Regions from separate parts of the Oryzias latipes genome. Here region 2 is linked to region 1. A link is a contact called in public Hi-C data. All regions are on one chromosome and are shown on one strand. Each heading gives the region's core, a stretch centred on a gene start, on an enhancer-like site or on the middle of the called end of the contact. The rest is flanking DNA. Distances are from core to core; before and after follow the strand shown. Region 1 holds the start of LOC101155614 (forkhead box protein O6). Region 2 holds the start of LOC101156102 (CTP synthase 1).

Region 1 (5,982 bases), core at 2,048-4,547:
TCTTTGAAACACTTATAATAATTTACCTGCATTGGATTTAGGATGATTTTCTTCACATATTAGAAATGATTTGCCTGACTCTACCTCACTTTAGTTTTAAGCTGTTGTAGTTCACCCCTGCTGAGCTTTTCTAGCCCTAAAAATGTGTTTTATATGTGAAACACATTTTAAAAACCTGCTTTCACAACTCTGTTTTACCTTAGGGGTCTTGTTTTTGTTTTAACTGCATGCAATTAAATTTTAAATTTTAATAGAAACAAAAACACAGTTTTAAAGTGAAAGTTACATTATTTTTTATATTAATTATACTTTTAAAGTACCAAAATCAATTTACAGGTTAAAAACATTTTTTAATCAGATATGATATGGTTGACAAAAATCTATCCTCTGTTCAAAAGCAAGATCTGTATATAAAATAGTCATTTACTTCTGACACTTCCCACAACCAAATGGAAAAGATGGAGTGCATAAGGAGGTGATTACATTTGGAGTCCAAAAGAACAGAAGTGAAGGATTATGAATGAATACGACACACACAAAGCTTGGTCTAATTCTACGTTCACACCAGACATGTGACATGCATTCTTGAACATGTGTTTAGCATATGGCGTTGACACTGGAACTGTTGCTACCTGATACTAGCGCATGTCCCTGAAGTTGGAAGAGGCTTGGTGCGAAACGTTGAATCGGTTCAAATCTGGCAAATTTTGAAAATCTTGCGCCAGGCTTTTTCTTTCACAACTCTTTTTTGATACATGATATAATTCTGGCCGGGCGCAAACCGCAATTATTAATTTCTCCTCCATGATCAATTTTCAAACGGTTGGCACTTTCGTGAATTAAAAGGGACGCCATCCAAAAGTCACTACCACATCTGAGTCCCTAATTGGTCAACGTTCCACCTGGCTAAACCTGGCTTTTAATGCATGTTCAATAGTTGCACGTTTTGTATGTAGAACCTGTAAATAATAAGAATAAATAGATAAGAGTTTTGAACCTGGAAGTCCAAAATGCACAATTACGTAGACGTAGACAGAGCAGCTGTTGATGGAGCTTCATAGACTCCAAGCCACCTAAGGAGACGGGGGTGACAAATGTGGCGCCCTTTGACCCAACCATGTTAAATCACAGGGCTGATTTATGCTGAAAAGCAAACTCTAACAATTATGCTTTGTGTGAGGAACATTTAGACCAAAGCATCACCCAGATTCTTGTCATAGATGATCATGACAGGTCTGTTTTAATTATGTGGCTCCTACCCCAGTAAACCAGAAGCACATTCCAAGACTGAGGAATCAGATAGCTTGAAAGGAAAGAATGGCAATAGGAAGCATGCATGGTACCTTCTGGCTGGGACCCCAATTGAAGAAAAGAGAGGATGTCCAACTTCCTGGATCTGAACATTAAGAGTTTGCAGAAGAAACCTGGACAGCATCTGTGTGCAATAAAGAACATCTGTGCAAAAGACCTATAACATATTGATACAGAAGGACAGGCGTGTGCTAAAGAGTTTCTCTTTGCTGCAGAACATCTCAGTGTTGGAGAACTACTGTGAGCTGACAAACATCTGGATGCAGAAGAACAGCTTTAGGCGGAAGATAATCTGCTTTTTGAAGAACATCTCTGTGCAGTTGAAAATTGGTGCGCTAAATAACACCTGAATGCAGAAGAAACATGACGCGTCCATTTTGATTCTGTGGTTTTCTGTGAAAAAGGGTTTGGGTTATGCAGGAGAAAATCTGCGTGGAAAAAGACACTTGCATGCAGCAAAACATCTGCATTTTGGAAAACATCTGTGTGCAAAAACACACTTGCATGCGGAAAAACATCTGCATGCAGGAGAAAGTTTGTGTGCAAAAAGACACCTGAATGCTGGAAAAAACATCAGTGTGCAGAGAAACATCTGTTTTCAGAAGAACTTTGATTTGCAGCAGAAGATTTGTTGTCTCAGAAGAACATCCCTGTGCAGCATAACATCTATTGGTAGAAGGTACATATAGGAATGTGTGTGTCCAGGAGCACATCGGAGTGCAGAGCTATATTGGTTTGTTAAAAAGAACAGCGTAGCTATGATTTGAAGAACATCTGGGTGCATAACAACATCTCTGTGCAGAACAACATATCTATGTAGAAGAACCACTGTATGGAAAATAATTTGTGTCCAGAAGCACATTTGTGTGCAGGAGACAATCTGTCTGCAGAAGAACATTTTTTTGCAGAAGAACATTCAGAGGAACATCTGAGTGCTTAAAAACATCTCGATACCCCAGAGATTTACCCTGAACTGTTCGATTGTCCATAATAAAACTGTTCAAATTTCCCCAATTTTGTGGATCTCCATCTTTTGTGATCTGTGGCTTTATTCATGGACAACAGTAAAGCGTTGCATATTTATTGGTCTGGTTTAAATGTAATGGACAGATGATGGGCTTATTTTCCTCTTTTCTCTCTTCAGCAGCTCATCCACAGCAGAGGCTTTGACAGAAGAGCGCGACAGGAAGTGGTCCCGCAGACATGCTGAGGGACCACAACACGGATGTACATGCTGTTAGACTGCACGGGAATTGGTCTTTGAAGCTCATATTGCATTAATAGAGACCCCAGCGGGAGCAACAACAAGTTTTAAGAGTTCTTTTTTTAATGGAACAACCTCATAAAGACTATCAAATTATGGTTACAAATAGATTTAAGGCTATTTCAAAAATGAAATAAATATTTTATCAAACATTTTCTCTCTCTCATTGTTTTACAGTTTTTCTTTACATGAGAAAAACGCTTCAAAAATACCTGTTTTGTTATTTTTTCATGATTAAATTGAAATGATCTATTATTTGCATTATACATTAATATACATCACTTAATGATATACATGCTTCACGTGCACTTTTATAACTATAGTAACGAGCATTAATGTCATACACAAAATTATTTGTTACTTAATTGTTTCTTTACGCAAATACATGTTGTAAAGGCGCGTGAATAAATAGATTTGAGGACAATGGTGTGGAATATTTAGGACATTCTACACCATTTCCCGCTTTTCCATGAAGCCCAATCCAAAAACCCCCATCCACAAGAGCCCCCCACCATGAAAAGCGTGGTTCAAATCACAAGTTTCCTCTTTGAACATCGCTTTTACACAATGTCTCTCTGTGATTTGGATTTATGAATTATGCATTTATGGTTAGACTAGAGTCGGAACTTCTCCCCCCTCCCCCCTCGCGCTCAGGAGGGAGTGACTTGGTCCACGCGCGTCCAATTACACAGCAGCAGCTTCTTCACTTAAAGTGTCTCAGAGCTGTATTGGCGCGCGGGCACGTGTGGACGCTGTCACGACGTGAAGATGCTCCAAACGAAACCTGCTCAGTTCCGTAGGATTGCAGCCACTTCTGAATAATTTAAGGGTGAAGCGGCGTGGGGATAAAAGGTGAGAGGGCGCTCGGACAGTTGGAGGAGTTGGATCAGATCAGCTGTTGCTGCGCCTTTGGGACGTTTGACCTCAGCGCGCAGACCATGACTGTCACAGGGTCGGACACACCTGTACCTGTCCTGATGTGAGGAGGAGGAGCTTGTTCCTGGGAGGAGGAGCCACACCGCTGCTCTGTGAAACACGGACTTCTTTCTGCTTCACGCGCGGAGCAGCTCGGGCTTCAACCCACGGACACGCGGCTGACGTGACCTCGCGACCATCATGCTTATGATGATGGAGAGCGGCGGAATGCACGCGCGTCCGGTTCGTTCTGGATTTGAGCCTCACGGACGCTCGTGCGCCTGGCCGCTGCCGTGCACGGAGGATTTCCCCTGCGCGGCGGAGGCGCGTGGCGGGGGTCCAGCGTCTGTCAAAGTGGAGCATTACGACGTTCCCGCGTGCCGGGCCGAGAGCAACGGCGCCGCGCCGGCAGACATTAAGCACCCTGCGGGCGCGTCGGCCCCTGAGGTGGCGGCCCCCGCCCGCGTGTCCGGAGCCGCGCTAGACGTGACGGGACAGCTGCGCAAAGCCAAGTCCTCGCGGCGCAACGCGTGGGGGAACCTATCGTACGCGGACCTGATCACGCGTGCCATTGAGAGCGCGCCAGAGAAGAGGCTGACCCTGTCCCAGATCTACGACTGGATGGTCCGCTTCGTGCCGTACTTCAAGGATAAAGGAGATAGCAACAGCTCCGCCGGTTGGAAGGTAAGTCACGTGACAGTCTGGCTTTCTCACACCTGACACGCATCTTCTCTAACGGCGGGCCAGATGGGGCGGCCGGCGCGCGGCAGCAGGGTTCAAGGGGTGCGTGCCGTTTGAGGTCGAGACCCAGGACACGCAAGCTTCCTCTTTACTCGGAATCCGGGAGCGCACTTCACAGGGATGCCGGGGTCACGCGGGGGGCAGCAGAGATTCAGCCCACCCTCTCTCTCCCCACCTATTCCTCTGAATTACGCAAAGCCAAAGCGCATGGCACTGCTCTAAAAGCACAATAACAGAGGAGATTGGGTGTCATAGTAAACAGATGTATACTCAGATAATCTTTTACATTCAAATTAATGTTAATCTAATCTCCGTGTCTTAATCTGCTTTTTGGCAGAAACTGACAGCAGGTTCTCCATGAAGTTGCTGAGGTGCAAAGAAGATTCTGTTCCAAAGCTGATCGATTTAGATTCAGAACTCACTCTTAAAGTCAAATAGCTTTTTTTGAAAACGATATTTAAGCAAATTAAAGAACACAAATGTTTCATTGCCCAACTCTCTAGCTGTCAAGCTCTGAACACGTCTTAGCTTCTTCCTCCTTCATGAGTCTAAACTGAAGAAGGTTTTTAGGATTCTTCTCCAACAGTTTATACCGAAAGTCTTAGAAAATGTGCAGCAAAGTTTCTTAACTCCAGCACAGACCTGACAGATGATTCTTCTAAGCCTCTTCAGGAGGCAGAGCCTCTACGTCTTTCTTTGTTCCTTCAGTGAGAACACAGGAAGACTCTTTGTCAAACACGCTCAGGAAGAGGGAACTCCGCTGCGATGGGATCAGCGGGCGTTTTACTGCATCTGAGTGTGACACTGACTCCGTTTAAAACCTACTTTATGCTGTCTCCTTCAAAGCGTCCTTCTGGATTTGTCCTCTGACTCGCATGGATCGGGTGTCTCTGAGGCGCAGATGAATGGAGAAAATGTGGATTCACAGAGAGTTTCTCTGCAGGACGTGTTTGTCAGTTTGATGCTGGGTAGCAAAAGCTCAACAGGTGACGGTTTGGTTGGAGGTCAACCAAAGGTCTGAAACCACAAAACATATGTAAAACATGAAGGTCTCGCAGACTTTTCAGGTCTGATAAACAGCTTTGAAGGTGCCAACATAAGTAAATGCTACAAATCCCCCCAAAAGAAAAGAAAACATTTCCCCAAAACTGAAATGATTTGCATTTGAAATGACTATTCTGTCAGACCTAGTGTGTGTGTGTGTGTGTGTGTGGGGGGGGGGGGGGGTAGAGCTACTCAGCCTCATGGCGGCGAACATGTTGAGCCAACATCGGTCAAGATCAACCCAAAAAAGGAAAAGAGGTCCACCTGGACATCCAGCTGGGTTTGATGTTTCATTTGATACAAAGGAAACTTTTACTAAAAGAACAATGAGGAGGAACTATTGGTGTGACACGATTTAGGGACACTTAAGAGTTTCTGACAATGGGAAGCTGGAGTTTTTTCAAACACCTGTTAGGAATTAGTCTGGTTTTCACTGCAGACATGTTGGTGTGGAGAGCCACCTTAACCTCATTGTCTGCGGAACTGAAGGAGATCCACTGGAGACTTGATGCTGCCTTAAAAAGCTCCATATGCTGCAGGCCAGGGGCTTTCCTGTGGTTACAGCCACACAGAAAACAGTGAGCTGCTTTTCCAGGTTCTTGACCATACACCTGAGGGACGAATGAGTGCACCTGAGCTCTTCTTCAGCGCTCCAAACATGGAAGATGTTTAGAAACATTTGTGGTGTTACGCTAGAAAATACTTTT
Region 2 (5,982 bases), core at 1,374-3,873, 230 kb after region 1:
CAGGTTACTGCATTTTAATCGGTCTAGACAGAGAGGTAGAAATAGAAATAGAAATATCTTTATTTGTCATTGTACATGTACAACGAAATTACAGTGCAATTTTTTCCGGTGGAATAAAAAGTCAAGTAAGAGTAGAAAACTAAAAACTGCGAAATAAGACAACATAAGAAAGATATGTTAAAAAATATACAACAAAATATAAAAAGGAGGTTACACCTTCTCCGGTTATTGCACACTTCCCTAATAAATAAACTTTATTTAGCAGCATTTAAGGCCACGGTGGCTCTCGGATAGAAGCTGTTTTTTAATCTGTTTGTTCTTGTTTTAATTGTTCTGTATCTCCTGCCTGAAGGCAGCAGTTCAAACTGGGAATGTCCGGGGTGTGATGGATCCAGCAGAATGTTTTGAGCCTTTTTTAGGCAGCGAGAACTGTACAGTTCTTCCAGGGATGGGAGAGGGCAGCCGATGATCTTCTGGGCTCTTGTGGCGACTCTCTGGAGAGCTGTCCTAGCCACAGCTGTGCAACTGGCAAACCAGGCACAGACACAGTACGTTAAAATGCTCTCTATTGAGCAGCGGTAGAAGGACACCAGCAGTTTCTCCCTCAGTTTGTTTTTCTTTAAAAGCCTGAGAAAATACAGTCTCTGCTGGGCCTTCTTTACCAGAGCAGTGGTGTTGGCGCTCCAGGTCAGGTCCTGCTCAATGGTGACGCCCAGGAGCTTGAAAGCAGCCACCCTCTCCACACAATCCCCACCAATAAACAGTGGCTGAATGACAGTTTTTTTTTCTCCTGTAGTCCACCACCATTTCCTTGGTTTTTGTTGTGTTGAGGATTAGATTGTTTTTTTCACACCAGACACAGAGCCGCTCCACCTCGTCCCGGTAAGCGGACTCATCATTCCCAGAGATGAGCCCCACTACTGTGGTGTCGTCTGCAAACTTAATGATGGTATTGCTGGGGTGGGTGGAGGTGCAGTCTTGTGTGTAGAGGGTGTAGAGCAGGGGGCTCAGCACACAGCCCTGTGGGGAGCCGGTACTGAGGGTGAGAGCTGTCGACGTGTGGGACCCTACTCTAACCCTCTGGGGGCGGGCTGTCAAGAAGTCCAAAATCCAGAGGCATGTGGAGGTGGGGAGTCCGAGGGCCTCCAGTTTGGAAACAAGTCTGTGAGGGAGGATGGTGTTAAAGGCGGAACTGAAATCCACAAACAGCAGCCTCACGTAGTTCCCCGGTTGCTCCAGATGGGACAAAGCAGTGTGGAGAGTGGTGGTGATGGCATCTTCTGTGGACCTGTTCGCCCTGTATGCAAACTGGTAGCTGTCAAGTGTTGATGGAAGGCATGAGGTAATGTGGTTGCGTACCAGTTTCTCAAGGCATTTTGTGATGATCGGGGTCAAGGCGACGGGTCTATAGTCCTTGAGGCCTGTGATTGTGGATGTTTTGGGCAGAGGGACAATAGTTGAGGATTTGAGGCAGGGTGGGACGATGGACTGATGTACTGATGTAAGGAACGATAGACAGCCCATTTAAAAACAAACAAACACAGTCTTACATGTAACCCTTGTGCTATCCCAGGCACTTTAACGTTGGGTCATCTGGACCCACTAGACAGTGCTATGAACCTTTTTACTTCAATGATTTGTGAACCTCACTGGTGTCCATGGATTACATGAAATCTTTCCACCTTTATCCACCTTTGTCATGGTAGGGAGAACACGTCAATGTAAGGGTGGGGTCATCTAAGATAGCACAAGGGATGCATAAACACACAGAAAAGCACATAAATATAGACGAATGCAAACACGGACACACACAAATTAACACACACACACACTCGGACAAAATGGCAAACATGTACACAACAGTGTATCAATACTCCCACTCACAAACTGGCACTCATGCCTACACTTCCACTCACAGATAACCACATAATCACACAAAAATACACACATACAGTCTGTTTGATGTTTTCAAATCTAATCAGGTGTTACTTAAAAACCATAAAGCTGCTTCCAAAAACAGTCTACTAAGGGATTTTCCAAGCTGAAAGTTTGATGAAGTTCTTAGCTCTCAAAGAGAACAAACTATCAGTGGTGATTAAGGTTTTCTTCTTTTTTTTCAATTAGTATAAAGCAAACATTTTGAAAACAACCAATGTAAGAAAAAGCGAAAAACTAGAAGGAAACTCTTGATGGAGCTGGGCGTTTCCAGACCAAAAGTAGTTGAAATGACAAAAAGTGAGAAGACGTTTGAATGGGCTTAGTGTTTGGCATGGAACCTGGCGTCTAATTTTTAAGCTTTTTCACTTCATCTCACTGAGTGTGTGTGGTGAGGGATTGTAAGTTTGGATAAAAAAGAAAAGAAAAGTCAAAATGAATGTTTTCAGACAAGGACACGTTCTGTATTTACAGAAGTAAAAACAGGGGGGGGGGGAAATAATGAAAGTTTTAATCTCATAATTTATCATAAATATACTCTGATACTGAAATAAGTCTGTGCAAGCATTTCATGGTCATGGTTTTCACGTAAAGAGCACTGTCATCCTAAACTTGCTTTTTGAGCGGCTTAACGAATTTTTGAGAAACGCACCGCACCACCCTACTTTCCGAGGCAACCTTAAACGCATCACGAGTATTCGTCAGAATGAGGGACGCAAAGCGGCTCGTGGGCTTCGCACGTGTAGCGCACATCTAGAGGTTGCTTTGAGAAAAAGGTTGTCTTGTTCTTGGGTCAGAAGTTGATCTCAGACTAGAAAAACTGTGAACACTTTCTTGGTTTTAGCGAAACTCTGGACCGAGGAAGAGTCTCGTAAGTTGAAATCCGACGCTTGTGTTATGGAGAGGATTTTTAGCTAGCATGCCAACATAGTCAAGCGGCACAAAAAAAGCAGTAACTTCCGGTTGAGTACATAAAATTAAGGATTAAATTACATTTTTAAAACTATATTATTATGACTAAACCGGGGCACACTTGATAGTTAATAATAAATGATAAATTAATCAACATTATGCCATTTTTTAGGCTAATGATGACGTTAAAATCCTTTATTTACTTTGTATTCGAAATCTTTTATTTTGAATGACACCGGTTTTGTTATGTTATGGGATGTAATTTAAGATAAAAGCGCGAGTCTGTTTATATATGATATAGAAATAGTCGCTTCCCAGCACAATCCGTGGTTAAACGTTGATAAGGAACATTAATTTTGGCGCTTCGACTGTGACCTCTTATGTACTTTTTGACCGAAAAACAACCTTAACACAAACACGAGTTGGTGTGGGCTTAGTATTGGTATCGTGCCCTTTTAGACGGGCGGTGCACTACTTAAAGTGCGGTATTTTAAGGACTTCCCCGCCCGCTTAAGTTGTGCTGTTGAAATAATCGAGCAAGACAGATGTCTCACTCACTCTAGATGTTTTTCTTCCTTCTTTTTCCTATTTACTAATCCTATAATTAAATCATATAATGTATTAGTCTTCAAATTCTCAAGTGGTAAAGATTGTTTTGTTTTATTCCGCAATAACAGTTTTAATAGTGTTTGAAATGTAATGAGTTTTTTTACGTTGGGGGGGAAATTCACAAGTATTTCATAAAAAAAAATTCAAGATGAACACAGAAAGGACATGCATATTAATTTGTATTTAAAAGTCTGCTTCAGATTCTGCTTCGTCATGGTGTGACTCAGAGAAAAGGCTGACAGATGATTCAGCATTTGTGTTTACATCTTCTACTTGAAATTTCCTTTCAGGGTCTCATTTTTATTCCCATGTGTTTAAATTATTACACAATCATATTCCTGTACCCAAATATTTAGTTTTAAATGGGTCAAATGGAAGTCTGGTTTTATTTTTGTAGATGTTCAGGTCCACAGTCTGACTCCATCTGTCCAGGACTAATGAGCAAAATGATGAAGTACATCCTGGTGACCGGTGGGGTCATCTCCGGCATCGGCAAAGGCATCATTGCTAGCAGTGTAGGGACCATCCTCAAGTCGTGCGGCTTACATGTGACGGCCATCAAAATCGACCCGTACATCAACATTGATGCGGGGACTTTCTCACCCTACGAACACGGTACGTCAGTGACACACATACACACATGCCTTTGATTAAAGCCGCCGGGTGTGACTGTTCCTCGCTGATCGTTTCCAGGTGAGGTGTTTGTGCTCGATGACGGGGGGGAGGTGGACTTGGATCTGGGGAACTATGAGCGCTTCCTGGACATCCGCCTGACCAGAGACAACAACCTGACTACCGGGAAGATTTATCAGTCAGTCATCAACAAAGAGAGGAGGGGAGACTACCTGGGCAAAACTGTTCAAGGTAAAGAACCGATCAACCTTAAAGTATGGCAGGAAAAGAAGTTTTAACGGACGGAGAAACCCGTGTTCCTCTGCAGTTGTGCCGCACATCACAGATGCCATCCAGGAATGGGTTGTGAAGCAGGCCAAAGTGCCGGTGGATGATGATCAAGTAGAACCTCAAGTGTGTGTGATCGAGGTGAGTCTTTTTTATGTAAACTGAGCTTGAAATGTAGGTGGTAAAAGTCTGCAGCCCCTGTCTGGTTCTGGTTCAGAGTCTGACTAGGGACTCGTTTTTCTGCTCAAGGCTCTCGAAGCTCCTTAACAGACACTAAGCCACTTTTTTGTCAGAAATGTTACTTCACATCCTGTTTGAATCTGAGTGCTGCTCCTCCTTTTTTTAGTTATTTGAACATGATAAAGTGTCTGTACAGGCAGTTACAACTAAACGAAAAAGTCTGCATTCGTACTTTAACCGGAATACTAAACAAATGGGGTCATCAGGAGGTATTACATTTTGTGAGACACCTTTTCTTTTAGCGGGATGGGCAAAGGGAAGGGTGCCCCCGGATTAAGACACATTTGACCTTGTTGTCTTGCAGCTGGGGGGGACAGTGGGAGACATCGAGAGCATGCCCTTCATCGAGGCCTTCCGACAGTTCCAGTTCAAAGTGAAAAGAGAGAACTTCTGCAACATCCACGTCAGCCTGATCCCACAGGTGAGTGCGCTGAGTCCAGACAGGTGCACTCGTGCTGCTAACGCCGTCCTGAACGGTCCTGTGTTTGTGCACAGCCCAGCGCTACCGGGGAGCAGAAGACCAAACCCACGCAGAACAGCGTCAGGGAGCTGCGAGGCCTGGGCCTGTCTCCTGACCTGGTAGGAGCTTTTTCTGCATCTGGAATGTCTGTAGTTCAGTTGTTGATTGAAACTGGAGCAGATAAGCAGACTTTGACATGTTTGAGGTTTTTAAAGCAGAATCGGCAAAATAAGTGTCAGCCTTCAGATACCTGATTGTTGCCATGTCTGGGGAAAAAAATGAGAATATCCTTCTTTTTCTGTCTCACTTTAAAAAATGCACAAACATCAATAAGATTCAGAAACATTTGAGATCAGACTGCTGTTTTTATCTTGACCCCTTTGGAGACATGCAGGCTGGATAAGATTTAAGTACACGATTGTCCTTAAGCTGCTATTGATGGACAAGCTGTTCTTACAGCAGTTACATCTCTTAATGAAGGAATGTTTTGTGAAAGAAAATCAATTGTTTGTCTGTTAAAGTTTAACGTTTGCTTGATGTCACCTTCAGTTACCAGGAAGTTCTTGCTTCATTTTCCGTTTTTGTGAATAAAGAAAGAAAGAAAGAAGTGCTTTCATCAGTTATAGAAATATTAAGCAGAGACTATTGTTGGTTTGGTTCAGTAAGTGTTAGTAGGAGCAGGAGTGTGAGAGGATGAGCAGCAGAGATGTTTTCTTAAGCTGCATTCATGTAGGCCTCTGCAACATGTGTTCAAGAGACCACTTCAATGAAAAGTCTACGGAAACGCGCGTTTCAGGCTTCCGTGTTCAAAACTTTCATTTTCACGCATCGCTACTCGAGATTTTAAGTCTGTTTTCGGGCTCTATGTACAAAACGCCCAGCTGTTGGATGCGCTTTGAAATGGTTGAACTTTCACCAATCAGAGA

Evidence for each region. A called contact is a pair of places that touch in the nucleus more often than the background predicts.
Region 2: a contact with region 1 is called in a Hi-C map of embryo, with 4 times the contacts expected there. The contact joins the promoter of LOC101156102 here to the promoter of LOC101155614 in region 1. A contact is called at or near these places in 4 of 5 Hi-C or Micro-C datasets (embryo, fibroblasts and gastrula embryo).

The regions. Positions count from the first base shown.
Region 1 is chr11:17,975,732-17,981,713 of ASM223467v1, forward strand. LOC101155614 (forkhead box protein O6) reads left to right here and starts at 3,298. Exons shown (of 2, transcript XM_023960041.1): 1 at 3,298-4,174. The coding sequence starts at 3,692.
Region 2 is chr11:18,202,184-18,208,165 of ASM223467v1, forward strand. It overlaps LOC101156102 (CTP synthase 1), which reads left to right and starts at 2,624. Exons shown (of 18, transcript XM_011481062.3): 1 at 2,624-2,806; 2 at 3,854-4,071; 3 at 4,150-4,320; 4 at 4,397-4,497; 5 at 4,901-5,017; 6 at 5,092-5,175. The coding sequence starts at 3,894.